Regions from separate parts of the Mus musculus genome. Here all the other regions are linked to region 2. Evidence: chromatin contacts called from public HiChIP or PLAC-seq data. All regions are on one chromosome and are shown on one strand. Each heading gives the region's core, a stretch centred on a gene start, on an enhancer-like site or on the middle of the called end of the contact. The rest is flanking DNA. Distances are from core to core; before and after follow the strand shown.

Region 1 (4,714 bases), core at 1,895-4,394, 190 kb after region 2:
AGCACTCCATATACTATCTACACATACATCTACCTATTCATCCAGGCACACTTTTAACTATCCATCCACACATTCCTCCATCTACCTGCCCACCCATCTACTCATCCATGGATGCATCCATTCGTTCTCCCATTCACTGACATATAGAATCTTGTTTTTCCATCCATCCACCCACTCAATCATTCATCTTTTTATGCAGTTTCCTCTCTACTACATAAATATTTTCCATTAATATTCTGAATATTTTACAATAAGTAATTTAAGCAAAACAAAAAAAATATCAGGGTGGTTCCAGTGTTTGTATGGGCAACAGAGATGTTGCTACAATCATCACAGAGTTTATGGCTTATGGAGGAGGCAGAGAATGAAGTAGTAGCTATTCTGTATCTGGTTAAATGGACGAATGAGTTAGCAACAGCTCAGCCAGTTTCTTTTCTCTATCACCACTGGGCATGGCGACCTATGGAGTCCAAGATGCTAGGGGTTAAGTGGCTTCATTGGTTGGAGATTGTACATGCTAGGTTCTGGCCAGTGGGGTTGGGGCAACCTCTACATGACCTTATCAGTCTGCCTCTGATTTCCAAGAACCTGTCCACTCTGCCTGAAGAGCACATTAGGATAGGACACTCTCCTGAAGCTCCAACAGGGTCAAAGCTTGCAGCTGCAGCAGCTGTGGAGGGGCATGGGTCAGAGAGGAGAGGGACAGGAGGGCAGGCAGAGAAGCTGAAACATGGACCCAGATGCAGGCATCACAAACTCTATGCTTGGGCCAAGCTGGCTTCTGGAAAAAGAGAAGCCAAGGCATGTCTTCGAGGACAGGGAACGGCCTATAGGTCAATGGCAATGTGCAGGTCCTGGGGTTGCCCCTGCATGCAAGGAGTACATGATGCTGGTGTGAGACCATAGCTTCTGGTCATGGGGCTTGACTGCAGCTCATTTTTATCCCTCCTTTTAATTTCTATGTGTTCCAAGCCACTTGTTCTTAGTCTTTCACACATAGCCTGAACTGAGAGCAGAGCACTGAGCAGGTTCCAGCCCTCTGAGTGCACCCATGGCCTTTATTGACCTTACTGTACAAGAGAGAGAGAGAGAGAGAGAGAGAGAGAGAGAGAGAGAGAGAGAGAGAGAGAGAGAGAGAGAGAGAGAGAGAGAGAGAGAAACAAGAAAGCATTCTTTATAGTGCACAGTGGCAGGAGACTCAAGAGGTACCTGGAACACCTGTGCACAGGCAAAACTCAAGGGGCACGTTCACTTGCCTGTATACATTTAGAGTGGACAGCAGGGCCATCTTTTGTGTCTAGGGAAGCCAGGGCAGAGATCTGGTTAGAGATCTGAAGACATTACCTCAGATGGGGAAGGGGAGTAAGATCGACATGTTCTGATCAGGGAGACTGTTATAGACTCCAGAGGGACTGTTGGACACCAGCGGCACCAGCAGCAGTCTTTGAAGTGAGATCCTGAGAAGAATACTCTGCTGTGGGGTTCAGATCCTGTGGCTAATGGCAAGCCAGTTTAAGTTTAAAATGGTGTTTGTGGGTGGGTATGTGCATGCAAGGGCAGTGCTTGTGGAAGTCAAAGGGGGCACTGCCTCCTCTGAGCTGGAGTTACAAGTGGTTATGAGCAGCCCAATGTGAGTGCTGGGAATTCTGGCCCTCTAGAAGAGCAGCAAGCACTCTTAAATGTTGGAGCATCTCTCCAGCCTGGAGCAATGTATTCTTAACACTTGTTGTTTGTGTCTTCTCTGGCCCAGGCATGCAGGGCAAGGTATACCATTTCCTTTACCATGTTATAAACCAGAAGCATTTGGAAAAACCCATGGTAGCACATGGCTGGACCCCTCAGAGTGGGCACAGAGACTCCTGTGCTCAAGCTGTGCTGGGTTTGTATGAGCACAGTGAAAGAGATGGAGTTCAAAGAGGGCAGTGAGATGGGGGTAGGGAGAGGACAGACAGCAGAGTGGGACTTGACTGCTTCCTATATTAATCCATCAGAACTCCATAGCCCCACTACTTCTGCGTGGCAGAATATCCAACCAACCCGAGACTACCAACGGGCTGTGCCGATTTATATGAGTATGTAGTATGTAGGTATCAGCTTCAGGTACCATTTGACCTAGAACTTCAAATTATGCTAACAAGAAGGCAACTTATCTCCTTTAGTTCCCCAGCAGTGGCTCTGAACTCCAGTGCTGCACATCACTGTGGAGACCACAGTAGACACACACACACACACACACACACACACACACACACACACACACACACACACACACACACACATATATATATATATATATATATATATATATATATATATATATATATATATATATATATATATATATTTAAATGGCTGCTGTAGCTCCAGATCTCACTTGGAGCGATGGAACCTTGCAACTCCCTTAGTTTTTTTCTCCTGTTGGCATGAATTAGGTCACGTGCTGAGCGCTGACCCAATTGCTTAAGGCAGGGCAATGGAATTTTTTGACTATCAGCAACTGATTCAACAGTCAACCTGGGAACTCTGTTTGGTTTAGCTGTGGGGTTGAGGGGAAGGGAGAAGACTATGCAGGCTCTCTGGCATACAACTGGGGTGGGGGAGTGAGGGCCTGTTTAGTCCCCTGCAGTTGGCTAAGGAACCAGCATTCAGTTTACTGTGCCCACCATTGCTGTGGACACTCATATACAGAAAATCCCAGACATGGCCAGGAGTGTGGAGTCTGGGATGGTGTTTCCAGAGAGCTTTCCCATGTAGGGGGTTGATTTTAGTGATAAACTTCCTCCCACCAGAACTCTGTGTGTGTGGGGGGGTGTCATAGCCAGTACCTAGTGCCAGCCAAGTGTGACCTGGGAACCCCACAAAGGTGATCCACTTGGCAGTATTTTTGCATCTCCCAAAGAAGCAACAAACAGATAGAGATTGGCTGCCCGAGGCATATGAAGAACTTGAGTTACAAAATACCCTGATTAATAAAAACCTGCTATCGACTTTAACAGCATTAAGATTTCTGCTGTTTACAATTAGCCTTTTCTGAAAAGGAACTGTATCTCTTTAAATTTATGGGGTATTCTGACTCGTGTAGTTCATGGGTCGGGGGTTGTCACATTACATCACATCAGTCTACTGTAACATGATACAAAGCAAACACGCCAGAGAACAAGGGAAATATTCTGGCCAGCCTCCTGAGCTGGGCTTCCAGATGGGGTATCTGCAGGGACAACTTGAAGAACCTGTCTTTGGAATATCTTCAATCCTAGGTCCATTGGTATCGTCTTAGTGCATCCTGGGAGAGTCACATGCCAGAGGATGATGGGGACTCAGAGGTTTGAGGCTGTTTTATGAACATACACATCACCTCTGGTCTCTGCAGAGGTCCAGGGAGACAGCAGGAGATGGATGAACTGATTTCTTAAACCCTGTGAGTCACTACTCACAGGACGTCATAGGACCAAGGGCCTAAATGTTATCTAGAGAAAGAATTCTGAGGAAAGAAAGTTGATGAGCTTGAAATCCAGTAGAGGGAGGTGTGCTGCGGATATATTTTTGTAGCTGAGAGGTGAGAAGTAAATTCACCAGCATCTGTGAATGGACATCCGTCTCTCCCTGTTACAGCAAGGCTTCCTTTATCCATCTGTTCATTCATCCATCCACCTAACCATCCTTCTATCCCTCTACCCATCCATCCATCCATCCATCCATCCATCCATCCATCCATCCATCCACTCATCCATCTACTCTCCCATTAATCTACCCATCTACCAACCCACATAATCATCTGTCCATCCATCCATCCATCCATCCATCCATCCATCCATCCATCCATCCATTCATCCACCCATCCATCCTCCATCCATCTATCCTCCGTCCATCCATCCATCCTCCATCCATCCACTCATTCATCTACTCTCCCATTAATTTATCCATCTATCAACCCACATAATCATCTGTCCGTCCGTCCATCCATCCATCCATCCATCCATCCATCCATCCATCCATCCATCCATCCACCCAGTCACCTTTTCATTTGTTCATCCATCCACCTATCTATCCACTTATACCCACAGCCACTCATCTTTCCACCATCTCTTCATTTACTTAGCATCTCTTAGTATTTCTGAGTATCTAGGAATTAACTAATGGAAGTGGTTGATACATGCACATGGCTACTAACTCTGTAGTTACCTACTGTAACTTAGATGTGCTATCCCAGCTTCTGACCTCAGATCACCTACATGTAAACAGCATTTAAAGTGACTAGGAGCTAGGTAGTCTCTGAGACTCCTCCAGCTCCACTACTTTTGTCTAAGCTCCCCAGGGACCATCTCTGAGGAAGGGATACACATCGCTACCATTCATGACAAGTGTTCCCCAGGCAGAAAAGAATGTAGGAAAGAGGGACGGGAAGTAGAACTGGCTGGTGACAAGAGAGGTTATTTTCTGGGAGTCTTTGACATGAACTCTGTTTAGATGAACATCAGGAAAAGTGTTGGCTTTTGATCTTTGACTACCAAGATTAAATGGAGACATTTTGTGGATATTGGAGAAGCATGATGTTGGGGGCTGGGAGAGGTTCTGGGTGTTCTGCAGTAGCATGAACCCCAGAAGGATAGTTTCCTGAGAAGGAGTGCCACGTGCTTTCTTACAGGCTGCTCTGAGAAAAGTAGAAAATACAAGACCCTGTGTTCTGACGTCAGAACCTCCTTTGCTACCTGTG
Region 2 (4,673 bases), core at 605-3,104:
GCTAGTCCCGAGCTGGAAACGTGAGGCCAATCAGAGTGAAGGAGTGCGGCCGAGTGTGTGTGTGGAGGGGGGCGGGGGTGGGGTAACATCGAGGAGAGGGGGCCACTGGGGGGTGGTCCTGGGAAGAGCAAGATTTTTTTTTCCTGCGGGCGGGGGGGCGGGGGCTCATCCTCAGCCCAACCCAAGGCTGGAGCGAGAATGAACGTCGCTAATAAGCCTTTCTGTTTGCTTCAAGGCATTTTTATTTTAAATTTGAAGATGAATTAAGGAAAACAGTCGTAGGCGGGACTTGAGATGTATTTTAGGCAAAAATATAATAATATAAAAATAAAAATAAAAAGAGGGTTTTCTTTGAGAAGTAGAAGTGTCCAGATCTCGATGCTCCCATCTGTTGCAATTTTGCAAACAATTACAATATAGATTATCTCCACATACATGAAGGTATGAGAAGTGAGGGAAGGTGGAAATTAGCGCTGTGGAAGTTAGAGAGAGAAAAGGAGAGAGAGAGAGAGAGAGAGAGAGAGAGAGAGAGAGAGAGAGAGAGAGAGAGACCAACTCTTCGGAGAAAATTCCCCGCAAGGTTTCTCTAGGGACAGGTGGAAAGTTAAGTGGCCCCCATTTTTCACTCCCGGTTTGTGAGTCCTTCCTGTTTGTCCGCCTCTTGGTGAGCGCACACTCAAGTCCCCGAGTTCTTTCCTGGAAGGATGCAAGCCTGGAAGGCTGGGGTCGGTGCGGGCAGAAGCCAGGGGCTGGGGCCTGGGAGGAGCAGGGCGGGGTCCCGGCCTGGCGCGCGGGTGGCAGCGGTGGCCGGGTTTTGTTTGCAGGATATTGTTTTGTCTAACGGGTGCCTCGCAGGAGACGTGATTCGTCAGCCGCCTTAGTTTTCACTTGAGCGGAAAATAACGGCGGCTACGTGCGGTCCCTGCCTGCGGGGCTCGAGCGCGCTGTGCGTGTGCATCCTCTGAGGTGCGCGCGGGTGGGCGGCCCGGGGCACCGGCTTTAGGACTAGCGGGCTAGCAGGGTGAGTGCGCGCCGAGCTGGCCTTGGGTTCCTCCTGCGCTTCTCTGGGCAGTCGCCGCCGCCGCTCTGCAGTTTAGCAGAAATCCGACAGGGGCCGCGTTTGCTGAGCGCATCCGGCCGGCTGCAGCCGGAGCGGGGCCGTGGGGCCAGGCCTCTCGGTGTAGACGTTGGGAGGGGGCCGGTGGGTAGTGGTGGGGGCAGTAGACTGGGAGGGGCGCGGGAAATGATCTTGGCCGGAGCGAGCACAGCTCCCCTGTCCCTGCTGTCCCCTCGTGTCCACCGCGAGTTGGGCATCCCCGCGCGCCGGGGCCTTGGCTTTTCCCCCACGGTCCCTAGGTCTCCAGGCAGGGCTTAGGTGAACTTGGGGTGGGGTGTGCTTGCTCATATGTGTGCGTGCGTGTGTACGTGTGTGTAGAAAGGGAGCTTAGCGTGGAGACCCTGGTTTTCTTTCTCAGTTTTTAACAACTGGATTTTGACTTTGAGACCAGCTTCGCTCACTGCTTGGGCTGGGAGGGGGGCGATCTTTCCCCATCACTCACATCTTTGTTCATTGTTCACTGAGTGCAAAGCAGGCGACTTAAAGAGAGGAAAAAGGAGGGAGAGAAAGAGAGAGGCAGAAGAGGGGGAAGAAGAGAGAAAGAAGAGGGGCGTGGGGGGCACATCAGTGTCCCCTCCTGGGTCGTGTTGGAGGGTGAAATAGTAAACCCACGCACGGAGGGTCGCCAGGAAAGTGGACATTACCGCTTTAATTAACTTCGAGATGCTCCGGCGGCGGGACCTGGCGTAGCCGTGACGCGCCCCCATAAATCTGCCGGGCCGGGGCTGCTCCAAGAACTCATACAGTAGCAGCGTCAGATTCAACGCGCGCCTCCCCCGGCCGGAGTCCATTTGCATAATTGGATTTTTTTTTTTGCCTCCTTCCTCCCTGAAACTTATTTGAAAACCCAAGTGAAAACCGCGACGACCTGCACACTCAAAAGCAAGTGCCAAGTAAGTGCCCTGCGGTGCCCTCCGCGCGCCCCGAGGTGAGGGCGCAGTGCTGGGGGCGAGTGCCCGGCCGGCTCGGGGAGAGTGTGCAGCGGGCGGGAGAATTGCATCTGCTGGGCTGGATGTTCGAGGAACTTTTTGTTTTGTTTTGTTTTTTTGCTGTTTTTTTTTTTTTTTTTAAACACAACTCCCAACCCTGTCTCTCCACTTTTCCGGCGAGGTGAGGTGACTGGGCCACGCGCATAGTTGAGGCGAGCCTGAAGAGGAGATCTTGGGGACACAGTTGAGAGTTGAGCATAGGGGTTCTTTGGGAGGGTGACGGGTCTCTGTCGCCGCCGCCACCGCCACCGTCGCTGCCGCGGCTTGGAGAGCTGAGCTGCGAGTGAGCGGGGTTGGTTGCCTGTCGCGCCGCGCCGCTGATGCAGTTTGTCGCCAAATGCCTCCCCCATTATTCTAAGGTTTGTGTCTCAGGGTGTGCGTGCGCTCGCGTGTGCGCCCCTGTGTTTTGCTGGGCTTTAAAAGGAAGAAAAGCAACCAAAACAAGAGTAGGAAGGCTTCCTTTCCAGTCTGCCTTCCCCTTCAGCGTCCTCTGTTTCTATTGCTTGAAAAAAATGGAGTGAGAGCTGTTTTGCCTAAGAGAGGGTCACCACCAACAGATTGACAATTCGGTTGGAAATGCTATCAATTCTACAGCAGAGATGTAGCTGCGGGCATGGCATGCCGGCTCCACCCTGGTCAGGGAAATGGCTTCACAATTTCAAATTGTTGAAAAAAATGCATACTATGTTATTATTAGTAGTATTATTTGCAGTGAGCAGGATGGAGGGGGAAAGTAGATTGCGTTGGAGAAGACTCCAGCTGTCTTTCCCATTTCTGGGCCTGCCTGGGAACTTGGCTGTGGGCAAGGCCCACCACCCTGCATGGCAGGGGCCTGAGACTCAGCTTCCAGCTCTGGGAGTTGCGGGGGGGGGGCACCTCCCCCCATAGCCCTTTGGCCTCTACTCTAAGAGAGCCTAGGGCTTTGGCTGAAGGCTGCTTTAGCTATGATGTCATCCTGATAGCGGTGCAAATGTCTCTTGATCTCACCATTACCCGCCTGGCTGAGTTGTTGGTAATGATAGCACTCTGCCCAGCTCCCCGACAATCAGGACACGGCGCCCTAGGAATTAGCATCCCCCACCCCAACCTGACCAACAAAGAGTCAGCTTCTGAAAGCATGGCCACTGAGCCCAGGTTTTGCATTGGAGGGCCTAACATAGACACTTAATGTGGTTGTCAGACTCCTGGACTGAGGGTCCCCCGATTTCCCAAAGTTTGGAAAACTTTTGGAAGGCTTTGATGTACAGAGCATCGTTAATCTGAGGAAACTGGACTCTTGAGAGTGAACGGGTAGCAATGCTCCCATGTGGAGGATGTGGAGGACCTCAGGTCTTGTTATAGCCATTGTATGGGAAAAGGAACTATGGTGCTCAGCTCATTAGCTGTGACTTTATGTTAGAGATAGCTGCGAGTAAACCGGCTTTAGTGTTGATTTTTAAATAGTGTACGATGATTTAAGATTTCTTTTGATTTACTGTTCAAATGAAATTTGCATAAATGTGATGAAAATGAACTTAACATCTGGGCACATGAAAAAAGGTTAGTGCCTCATATGTCATCTGCAGGGAAAGTCTTTAAAAAAACGCTTTCACCCTAAACTGGGCTGGGGAAACAGTTCCTGGAGACATAAATGGTAATTATGTAAAACCTGGAGAAAAACCGCTTTCAATACATTTGCATTCTCTTGGACCAGTGCTCTGAAAACCCATTGTGTTCTATGCCTGGAGTGTTTAACTTCTGAGCAGGCTTCAGATCCTTACAACTCAGCAATTTAACTGCTGGTCAGAGCTGTCTTCACGGAAGGCTCAGGGCAGGCATGGAGCAAACTGTCATGGTGGGTTGGTCCAAGCCAGAGGCCAATAGCCTTCATTATGGGAAAAGATAGGAACTGGTCAAGACATGTGGCCCTACTGGTTGGATCTGCCCATGGGGAGCTGAAGGCAGTGCTTGGGTATGCAATGTCTGCCGAGCCTCCAAAAGCTGACCCATCAGGTTGTCTCTTCTGCCTCAGGTAAGCCAGGAAATTTCATCAGCTCAGACCCATAAAATCCGCAAGCCTTCTTCGTGAGCTCCAAACTCCATCTTACTTTTAGAGCAAGATGAGCTTGTCTCTGACATCAGGAAATCAGTTAAACAGCCTTCCCCAAGCTTGACTGCCTTTTGCTCAAAAGTTGCCTATGAATGGCACAGGTGTTTTTAAAGTGCCTTGAATGGAAAGGGGAAAAAAAGACAGCAATGATGCTTGTGAGAATATAGATGAATTTGTTTTTTTTTTTTTTAAAGAAGGGGAACATAAAAGAAGAAAGCAAACTAGATTTATTTTTCTAGTTTCAATGAGGACAATTACAGCTTTTTAAAATCTTTAGATTTAGTGTTTTTAATAAGCCTTTTAAGTAAGCTGAAATATCAGCTTGCATTTTGTTCTTAACATTATTTAAAGTGAGGCTTGATGCAAATTTAAATCATCAGTGAGTTTCCAGTAGGTCATTTTGGGGCCATGCAGAGGACAGAAATGCCCTCTCCTCAGCCTACCTGCTGGGACCAAAAGTCATGGAGTGCTGAGATCA
Region 3 (4,262 bases), core at 729-3,228, 250 kb before region 2:
AAAGAACAAACAGCTATAATAGCACCCTTGAGGACAGATAGAAGGCGAACCGTTTCTAATGGAAGTTACTATCGTCTATCCTGTGACTGCCCGAGGTGGGGAGGAGAAATAGGAAGCTCATTGGTGGGGTGAACTCTCTGCTCTAGCTGGAAACATCCCAAACAGAGCTCCAGCCTTTTGGACAGACTCAGCCCAGTCTTTCTGGGGCATGTTGTAAGTGCTCAAGTTGATGTTATCTGTCTGCTGTTTGCTGCTGATTTTATTCTTGCTTGCTTTCCCGCTCTGGTTACCCTAGATAGTTCTGCTAGACGTCGTAAGGGCCTGATTTATTTTGTTCTCTATCTGCTTCTTGCTACATGTTCTTTTGCTTTTGCTTGATACATGTCTAAAAATGCACTCAAACATAAACAAATCTATCCTAGATCACTTTCTGTAGGGAATGCCATTCCAGAGGATTCAGTGTATTATGGCAGGGAGGCATGGCCTGCCTCAGTTTACTTCACAGCTGAACAAGAGGCAGAGAGTGACAGGTAGTATCCAGGGATGCTATACCAAAGACTTACCCCACTGACCGACTTCCTCCACTTAGGTTCTACATTCTAAACGACATACTAAATTCCCCACCCCCTCACTTTTCAAGACAGGGTTTTTTTGTGTAGCCTTGGATGTCCTGGAACTCACTCTGTAGACCAGGCTGGCCTCAAACTCAGAGATCTGCCTGCCTCTGCCTTCCAGATTCTGGGATTAAAGGTGTGAGCCACCACTGCCTGGTACATCCTAATTTTTAAGTATCCTTCCAAATTAGTACTACCTGTTAGGGACCAAGTATTGAAACACATGGGGTCAGTTCATATTCAAAGCCCAGCACTAGAGAAGTAGCTTCTGCGGTGCCCTAGGAGTCAGGGATGCTGCTATTGGCGGGAGGCAAGATGAGTGCTCAGAGTTTGACTGTGTTTCAGAGGTTGCTGCATCTGCAGGGAGAGAAATTCATATTTACCATCTTCCCCAATCGTCCCTGCTTTTTCTTTCTTGATGCAAGTGATCAAAGGATGGATGTGGACTTGGGAGCTGGAACAGAAGTGGAAGATAGGGGCAAACAGACCCACAGAGGGCCAGAATTCTGCAGGTGCCTGCCAGCCTGTTCCTATACACACAATACTGAGGTAATAGGATCTATGCCTATTGTCCGGGCTTGGGATAGAGTTAGGACAAGGCCACAAGGTAGACTAGAGGACTGCCACAAACAGAGGCTGCACAAAGGGCTAGGGGGAGGAAGTGAGTCCAAGAGATTTATTCAGCTCAGGCTGGCCTGGAACTTGCTATGTGGACCAGGCTGGCTTCAAACTCACAGATACCCTCCTGCCTCTGCCTTCAAACTGTTGGGGATTAAAGGTGTGCTCCCTGCTCCAGCTTCCAATTTTTAAAATACTGAGTGGAACAGGGATGGGGATTTAGCTCAGTTGGTAGAGTGCTTGTCTAGCAAGTCCAAAGCCATGCATTTGGTCCCCACTGTTAAACAAAACACCAGAATTATAAAATACATGGGATAGGGCAGCAGCTGTTGTTGAAAAATGTGCTACACAGTGCATACGTAGTAACATAGTAATATTAATACTGCAGCTTAATATATGTAAGGAAAATTGTAATGTGTACAGTAATTAATACATACGCAAAAATATAGTTGTATATTGTGCATTTTAGCTCATTAAACCACATTAGTTCATTAAAAGGCATGGGAAACAGCTGAATTTGATAAAATTAAATGAGCTTATGAAACAGTCTCAGTGCTCATATTAAGTTCCTACCACCACAGGCAGCGCCAAGCGAATTGGGACCCACTATCCCGCCGCCTCTCATCCTGTGCAGGGGTCCTGAGCGGCTCAGCCTCCACCCCACCCGGAGGCCCTGTCCCCGCCATAGCCCCGCCCCCTAGGGCGGAGCTTGAGAGCTTCCCGGCGTGCTGCGCGGGCGGGGCGAGGGGCGGGGCGTGCGCGGAGGCGCGGCAGTCGCGGGACGCTAAGCTGGGCCCGGTTGCGGGAGAAGAGCGTGGCGCGCCTGGTGTAGGGCCTGCTGCTCCGAGGCGGCGGCGGCGGCGGCGGCGGCGGTATGCGCGTGTGAGATGCGGCCGCGGGTAGCCCGGACGCGAGCGGCGGCCCCCGGGGCAGCGGCGAAAGTGAGCGCGGCCTCTTCAGAGAGAGGCGTGCAGTGCATGAGGGCGAGCGCGCGGGCGCTGGGCATCCGCCGGCCACGCCGTCTCCATAAACACTTGTTTAGGACTTGTTCGCCTCGCTGAGGCTGCGGCGCCGGGCATGGAGCCCCCGTCCGAACCCGAGCCCGAGCCCCAGCCCCTTGCAGAGGCCTCAGCCGCCGCTCCGCTGCGCGCACCAGAGGTGGCGCGGCTTCGCGAGGAGCAGGAAAAGGTAACAGGCCGCGCTTGGTTCCGGCCCTGGCCGGCTTCCGCATGTGGCCGCGACACTCTGAGCAACCTCTAATGCGGCCAGCCCTCTGCGTGAAACCGAGATCCCCACGCGCGAGCTGCGCAGCCTCGGGCCGCGGGGACCACGGGAGAAACTTTTGTCACGTGCATTTGTTGTCTTTTGTCGGTGGCCCTTTGACCTTCCCCGGAAGGGATGCGGGGATGTGGGGAATACAGAGGATGCAGGGGATAGGATAATCGGTTGACCCTGAACTGAGAGAGCAATTGTTGGGACTAAATAAAAATACGTGTTTTTTTTTTTTTCCTTTTTGGTTCGGGGATTACACTGTGAACAGAAGTGGTCACTCTTTTTACCCCTTAGCTATTTATTATCTAAACGTTGGTACAATGCGCGCGTGCGCACACACACACACACACACACACACACACACACACACACACACACGAGATATCCTTATTTGATTGAGCGTCCAAGTTTGACTACGTTGGTGATGATGCACTTCCTGTGCAATCCAGCTCTTAGGTTTAGTAGTCGACAAGAGAGAAGGCCTTTGTTAAATTTTAACTTCAAGCCTTTATTAAACAAGGCTTTCCCCACTTTTTTTTTTTTTTTTTGATCTACCAGAGGAGAGGAGAATGCTTAGAATCTCCGAATGGGAATTATTATATATTTTTTTTTATAAGGAAATGTTATGTAGTTAAGAACTACAGCTCGATTGTTAAATGTGAAATTGTCCTGTGGATTCTGTAGGTTTTCAAGTTGATTCTCCTGACGTGCCTTGAAATTCTTTGAAAAGCGACATTTAATTTGCTTAAACGTCACATGTCCTGTTGCCAGAGTGAGGTATTAATAAAGGTTTAGGAAGTTGCATAAACATTTGAGAAGCTCTATTTTTCTATATTTAAATATTTTTGCGTGTAAACTTTATGTTATTTATTTGGAATTTACTCCTGGAGAATTGTACATGCAGTCAGTTAAATCTATTTCGTCCCTTCAACTTAACTCCCTTTCCCTCCCACACATCCCCCTTCCAACTTCATGTCCTTTTTTTTTTTTTTTTTTTTTTTAAATATCTCAGTCCAGCTAGTGCTTGCCCATATGTGTTAGATAGAACCATCCAAGGAGCACGGGCACCACAAATCCCATGTGTCAGTCTTTGTCCCTTAGCTGTTGTCAACTTCCAGTAGCTCCTCAGTTAAGGGTGGATCTTGGGAGCTCCTATTTCATGTAAGCTTGAATTTTTGCTATGAAACCCAAACTCCTTTTTATTCATATACCTATGTAAAACTTTTCATGAAATGTGGTTAGAAAAATTGCTGAGGTTAACTATATGAAAGTTTTTCCTAGGTCCCAAGAAATCCCTTTTGGCTTAGAAACCACCTGTTAACAGATTGTAGGAGTCTTTCATACTTTGGTTAGCTCCTGCTGCTGCTGCTTTATATATATATATATTTTTCCCCGTTTTTCCCTAATACATAATACAACTGTTGGATTTTAAACTTGTTCTTAAAGATGAGAGTTTAAAAGTTAACCTAGTTTAATTTAAATCACAAGACGTATTTGCTTTTATTGATTTATATTTTTATTTATTATGGTTCTAGGAGAGCTATATTATCAGTCAACTTTTTAATTTTTGAAACATGTTCTTTTTAAGTTGCCCAAGCTGGCCTTGAACTCCCATTGTAGCCCAGCCTGGACTTAAAGCTGTAAGCCTCTAAACTCAGCCTTCTAAGTAGGTGGGATTACCTGTGGCATCAGACTTGACTTCATCTTAATTTTTTTTTAAAAGGAGAAACAGATTTTTAAAAAGGAAAATAGAGGAAA
Region 4 (4,645 bases), core at 1,706-4,205, 150 kb before region 2:
CTGGCCTGAAACCTTCAAGCTCTTAGGTCACTTAGTGACGGTGACAGCCAGTATTCCAAAGGGTTCCACAGTCTCTCAGAAACACTGCCACCAGTTGGAGACCAAGACCTTAACACTTCACACCAGACCCTTATAGTTTTGTGTGTGGATCCATGAAGCCTGCCTGGTCTGGGCAGGGTTCAGGAGGGGTGCCAGATGATGCAGGTGCTGGTACCCACAACTTTACCCACTACCACCACAAACCTTCAATGTATAATTTGCTGTTATGGTAGAAATAAATACTTTTCGGTGACAGTTTTAGTGGCAGACTTTTTTTTTTTTTTTATTGACAAAACTGCTATGAATCACCATACATGAACATAATAAAAACGTGAGAAATATCTGCATTACAGCGAGGTTTTCATCAATAGGCCAGGGCATTGATCTCTGTTCCTCTTTGGGGTTCGGTGTGGAACTTATGCCTGTAAAAAAAAAAGTGACACCCAGGAGGTTCCCTGCCACAATTCCCTGGACATCCATCCTCCAGGAGGATTGGGCTATAGAGATCAGAAGCCTTGGGGGCAAAGGAATGGAGGTGACAGGGCAGAGAACAAGCTCACCCACCCATCCTGTCCTGTCTTTCTAGTCAGCCAGGAACCTGGGTCTGCCAGCTGGTACCTTGGGTGTATCCTGGGGACAAACCTGGGCCAGCTCTTGGGTGTCTTCCACATCTAGTGGAGAGAGCAGCCTCATAGGCAGAGGCCAGTCAATGTGTTTTGGAGAGGCCAATGTGAATATGTTGGAGCCGTTCAGTCAGTTCCGTCCTTCTGCCTGCATTGCTAAAATGCCTCCGTTGTGCCAGGCTAGCCCTGTCTTAGGAATCACAGCGCTCTGGATTTCCCAAGTCATCGTGGTCAATCAAGCAGGGGTCGGCGGCGGGGGACACACAGAGGAGAGTAAACATAAAATCAAACAAAAAAAGCATAAACTCCCTAGAATGGAGCTGAGTCTCAGGGGACCCCCACAGGGTGGTGGTCTAGGAATGGATGCTAGAGAACAGAGAGAACCGGAACGGGAGGGGCGGGGCTTTCTGCTAGAGCGACATCTGAGCAGAGGAGCCAGCCACAGGGACCCAGAGCAGCGCTGGCAACTAGAGCAGCCTGGGAGGAAGCCCAGTGCCTTCGAGGAGCTGAAAATGGCCCAGTGGCCAAGTGGCCAGAGAGAGAGCAGGGTCAGGGAAGAGTCTGGAATGGCGGAGTGACAGGCATGTATTTCATACAAGACCCAGTGAGGGTGGGAGTGGAGCTGAGAGTGTTGGTGTGACCAGAGGCTCAGACCCTACACACCCAGCCGTCTCTGGTGACCATGGACATGTCCTCTGCAGAATGCCTTCCCAATCCACCTGGAGCCAATTCTTGGCTCCCATTTCTCGTTGCCAGCTTAGACTCCTCCTGCAACCCTCAGGGTGCATGTTTCTGCTGTCTGTCCTCGCCGTATCAATGACCTCTCCTGGCCTGAAGAAGGGTATGCCTGTGCTCACCTGCTTAGCAACCAGGGTCTCTGGAGGACCTATCCCTGTCCTGTTCAGCACAGAGAGCCTGTACTGGACCTGCCTACTTGCCTATGGCTCTCGTATTAACCTAACCCACTAGTTTCTTTCAGGCAGCCGTTTCAGATTGCTCCTAGGAAAACTGGCTTTCCTCTCAGCCCAGAAGCTCAGGGCACCTGGGTATGGGTTCCCAGATTCAGTCTACCAGAGGAAGGGATTTGGAGTGAGGTACCTCACAGCTAGTTGCTTTCAGGGAAAGATAGGATAACAAGGAGGCATACCCAGCCTGCTTTGAGACCTTGGATCACCTCTCTCTACTGGGGCTGCCCAGACATGCCCCTAGTTTAGCCAGGGAGACAGGGTCCACCTGTCTTGGAGGTCTGAATAAGGAGCCTGAGATAAAAGTCTCGATGGAGGTTGGGATCCCCCTGAATAGCAGCTCCCATGTGAGAGCGCCAGGCTTCTTCAAAGCCCAGCGGAGTCTGGAGAAGCCATCATTCCCGTATTGTCCACACTGCCAGGTTCACTCCCCTTAGTGGTTGTTGTCATTTGAATATGATGTGTCTCTGCAAAAGGCTCCACCGCTCATGGTGCTTCCTAGAAGTGGTTCCATCGTGAAGGGCGCCAACGTCACCATGGATAGACCCTAAGTTGAGTTAGGTGCTCAGTGGACTGTTAGGAGGTGGGGCCTGGTTGGAGGAAATAGGTCACGGGGGCGGGGCGTCTATGGAGAGTACATCTTATCCCTGGTCCCTTTCTGTCTTTCTTTCTACTGAATGGCGTCTCTCCTCCATCAGGCCTCTCTGTCATGATGCTCAGTTCTATACCCAGGCCTACAGCGACACAACCAAGCACCCACATACAGAAACCCCTAAAATCGGGAGCCCCCAAAATTCTTGAAACTGATTTGCTAAGGAAATCTATGACAAAAAGTGACTGTTTTTTGCTTCCTGGGCAGATGCTGAACTCCTAGAAGCAGGGATGGGGCAGTGTCATCAGAAGAGAGGGGATATAAAAGGGATAGTAGTGAAGAGATGGATAACCCTGGTCTCTCCAGCCTGCCTGTCCAGTGCTCATTCTAGTCTTACTTGTCTGGCTCAGTCAGCACCAGCTCTGGCACTTGCAGCTACCCAGCCCCTAAGCAGCCCTCACTACAGAGTGAGGCACCTTGGGTCATGCAAACCTGTCACATGTATGTTCATCTACTACCCTCTGCTGAGGGTAACTGGCCCTTCTCCAGCCTTTCCCCTCACCTTCCCCTTCTGTCAGGGTTTTGTGACCCTTGGAGCTAGGCAACAAGATTTCCTTTTAGGGACCAATTGTCACAGCAGCAGCCACCCCGTCCCCACAGGGCACCTGGCCCTGTGGCACCTGCCTAGGGTGGCCACTGTGCTCCCAGCAGCCCTCCTGACGTCAATGGAGGGGACGCCGCCTCCTCTGCCACACGTTGCTCACGAAGTGTAGGCAAAAGGCAAGCATCCAATTGCTGCGGGTTAGGATGAGAAAGAATTTGGTTTCTAAATTAGGGCTCAGCACTGTGGCCAGAGACGGGAAGGGGAGCCTGTCAATTGATGGTAGCTACTTCTGCAAGTTGGGGGAGATGGCCCTGCCCCCTGGAACATTCGGGGGGCTCCCCTCAGCTCAGGCGCCTGTGCCAAGAGCCCTGAGAACAAGCCATCTGAAAATCCGGATTGTGTGTTGGCCTGTCAATCCCCAGAAGCACACAGCCTTTCATTAAAACCCGCCTGACATTTCTGTTATGCTCAGAAATCCCGACCCGATGCCAAGTGCCTGCTATTTGCCATCACATCCGCCTGGGAAGCTGAGGGCCCGCCAAGCCCACTGTGCCCAGATGCTCCCCAGGAGGCAGGATGGCAGGCTGTGCAGGGTCCTGGTAGGGGGTGGGGAATGCAGAGGCTATGACCCGGCGACCCTGGGCTCTTTCAGGGGGAAACAGTGGCTTCTCTGCTCACACGTTCAAGTACAGGTGTACAACTGCAGAGCTGATGGGGGCCCCCTGTACCCAGCAAGGCTGCACAGAGCCCACTCTGTCTGTGGGTGTCAGGACCCTAAGATCAGATATCTGTCTTCCAGAGCCACAGTCAGGAGGGGCTGGGGGATGTAGGTACAGGAAGCAGATGGTGAAGGTGGTTCCCCGATTGGGGGAGGAGGCAAGTGGCTCTGTTGGGTCAGGAGCTTTGTGGATATTGGGCATTGACTGGGGCGTCTCGGAGGGGGGACCTGTCATTTGGTCAGCGTGCCAGGAGTAAATGTGCCCAAAAGGTCACAGAGATCACAGTCTGTGTGATATGGAAATGAGTCTTCCCCAGGAAGGCCAGCAGGCTTGGGCAGAGGGACAAGGTGAAGTGGTACGGCTATGTCTCAGCTCTGCAGCTGCACACTGTACCATCTGCCACAGAACACCTGGAGGCCAGGTGTGGCCGTGTGGCTGCTATGAAGATGTGAGATACTCAGAGGTCTGGACCTTGGCCTTAGAGGATCCAGGTAACTTCCTTGCCAGTGATGACCATGGGTAATGTCTTAGTTAGGGTTTGCTGTTGCTATGGTGAAACACCATGACCAAAAGCAACTTGGGAGGATAGGGTTTCTTTGGCTCACACCTCCATATATTCATATATATTTATATCCATATACTCATACTGTTCATCATCTAAGAAGTCAAGACAGGAAATCAAACAGGGCAGGAACCTGGAGGCAGGAGCTGATGCAGAGGCCATGGAGGGGTGCTGCTTATTGGCTTGCTCCTCATCTCTTGCTCAACCTGCTTTCTTATAGAACCCAGGACCACCTGCCCAGGAGTGGCCCTACACACAATCACACACCTCATCGATCACTAGTTAAGAAAATGCCCTACAGCCAGATCTTAGGGAGGCATTTTCTCAACTGGGGGTTCCTCCCCTCAAATGGCTTTAGCTTGTGTCAAGTTGACATAAAACCATCTAACACTGGCAAGATCGGTAGTTAGAGGTACCACTTGGCCCTCCGTCACCCTGTGTTCCATTCATCATGCAGAACCAGCCATGGGCAACATTGGCTTAGACGGACTACCGATGCTTCAAGGCTTTTGATGAACAGCTCTAGGCTGTTCACTGTTCC

What was found. HiChIP or PLAC-seq counts read pairs in DNA pulled down with a chosen protein or histone mark.
Region 1: a contact with region 2 is called in an H3K4me3 HiChIP or PLAC-seq map of craniofacial prominence, with 4 times the contacts expected there. The contact joins the enhancer-like site here to the promoter of Zfp536 in region 2. A contact is called at or near these places in 11 of 39 promoter capture datasets (the 3T3-L1 cell line, the C10 cell line, cranial neural crest and 7 more), 2 of 484 Hi-C or Micro-C datasets (ganglionic eminence and nephron progenitors), 15 of 115 datasets of contacts at active chromatin or transcription factors (craniofacial prominence, embryonic basal ganglia, embryonic forebrain and 8 more) and 2 of 9 other capture datasets (adipose tissue and pancreatic islet).
Region 3: a contact with region 2 is called in an H3K4me3 HiChIP or PLAC-seq map of embryonic basal ganglia, with 3 times the contacts expected there. The contact joins the promoter of Uri1 here to the promoter of Zfp536 in region 2. A contact is called at or near these places in 4 of 39 promoter capture datasets (the 3T3-L1 cell line, cranial neural crest, hippocampal neurons and 1 more), 5 of 484 Hi-C or Micro-C datasets (cortical neurons, embryonic fibroblasts, embryonic stem cells and 1 more) and 9 of 115 datasets of contacts at active chromatin or transcription factors (cardiomyocytes, embryonic basal ganglia, embryonic brain and 6 more).
Region 4: an H3K4me3 HiChIP or PLAC-seq map of forebrain shows a contact between it and region 2, with 2.3 times the contacts expected there. The contact joins the enhancer-like site here to the promoter of Zfp536 in region 2. A contact is called at or near these places in 15 of 39 promoter capture datasets (the 3T3-L1 cell line, the C10 cell line, HPC-7-derived erythroid cells and 8 more), 9 of 484 Hi-C or Micro-C datasets (cerebral cortex, cortical neurons, embryonic fibroblasts and 4 more), 11 of 115 datasets of contacts at active chromatin or transcription factors (VIP interneurons, embryonic basal ganglia, embryonic forebrain and 6 more) and 2 of 9 other capture datasets (adipose tissue and liver).

The regions. Positions count from the first base shown.
Region 1 is chr7:37,579,196-37,583,909 of GRCm38.p6, reverse strand. All of the region lies in intron 3 of Zfp536 (zinc finger protein 536), which reads left to right. Among named protein-coding and RNA genes, the nearest start is that of 4930505M18Rik, 88 kb to the left of the region's middle. Within about 2 kb of position 3,144, at least 4 of the 459 cell types and tissues checked have an H3K27ac peak or open chromatin away from gene starts, as enhancers often do. A contact at or near this core is called in craniofacial prominence, where this site is marked.
Region 2 is chr7:37,766,933-37,771,605 of GRCm38.p6, reverse strand. Zfp536 (zinc finger protein 536) reads left to right here and starts at 1,854. Exons shown (of 6, transcript NM_172385.2): 1 at 1,854-2,010.
Region 3 is chr7:38,017,268-38,021,529 of GRCm38.p6, reverse strand. It overlaps Uri1 (URI1, prefoldin-like chaperone), which reads left to right and starts at 1,978. Exons shown (of 11, transcript NM_011274.5): 1 at 1,978-2,420. The coding sequence starts at 2,310.
Region 4 is chr7:37,915,576-37,920,220 of GRCm38.p6, reverse strand. No RefSeq gene overlaps it. Among named protein-coding and RNA genes, the nearest start is that of Gm22302, 94 kb to the right of the region's middle. Within about 2 kb of position 2,955, at least 17 of the 459 cell types and tissues checked have an H3K27ac peak or open chromatin away from gene starts, as enhancers often do. A contact at or near this core is called in VIP interneurons, cerebral cortex, cortical neurons and 2 more, where this site is marked.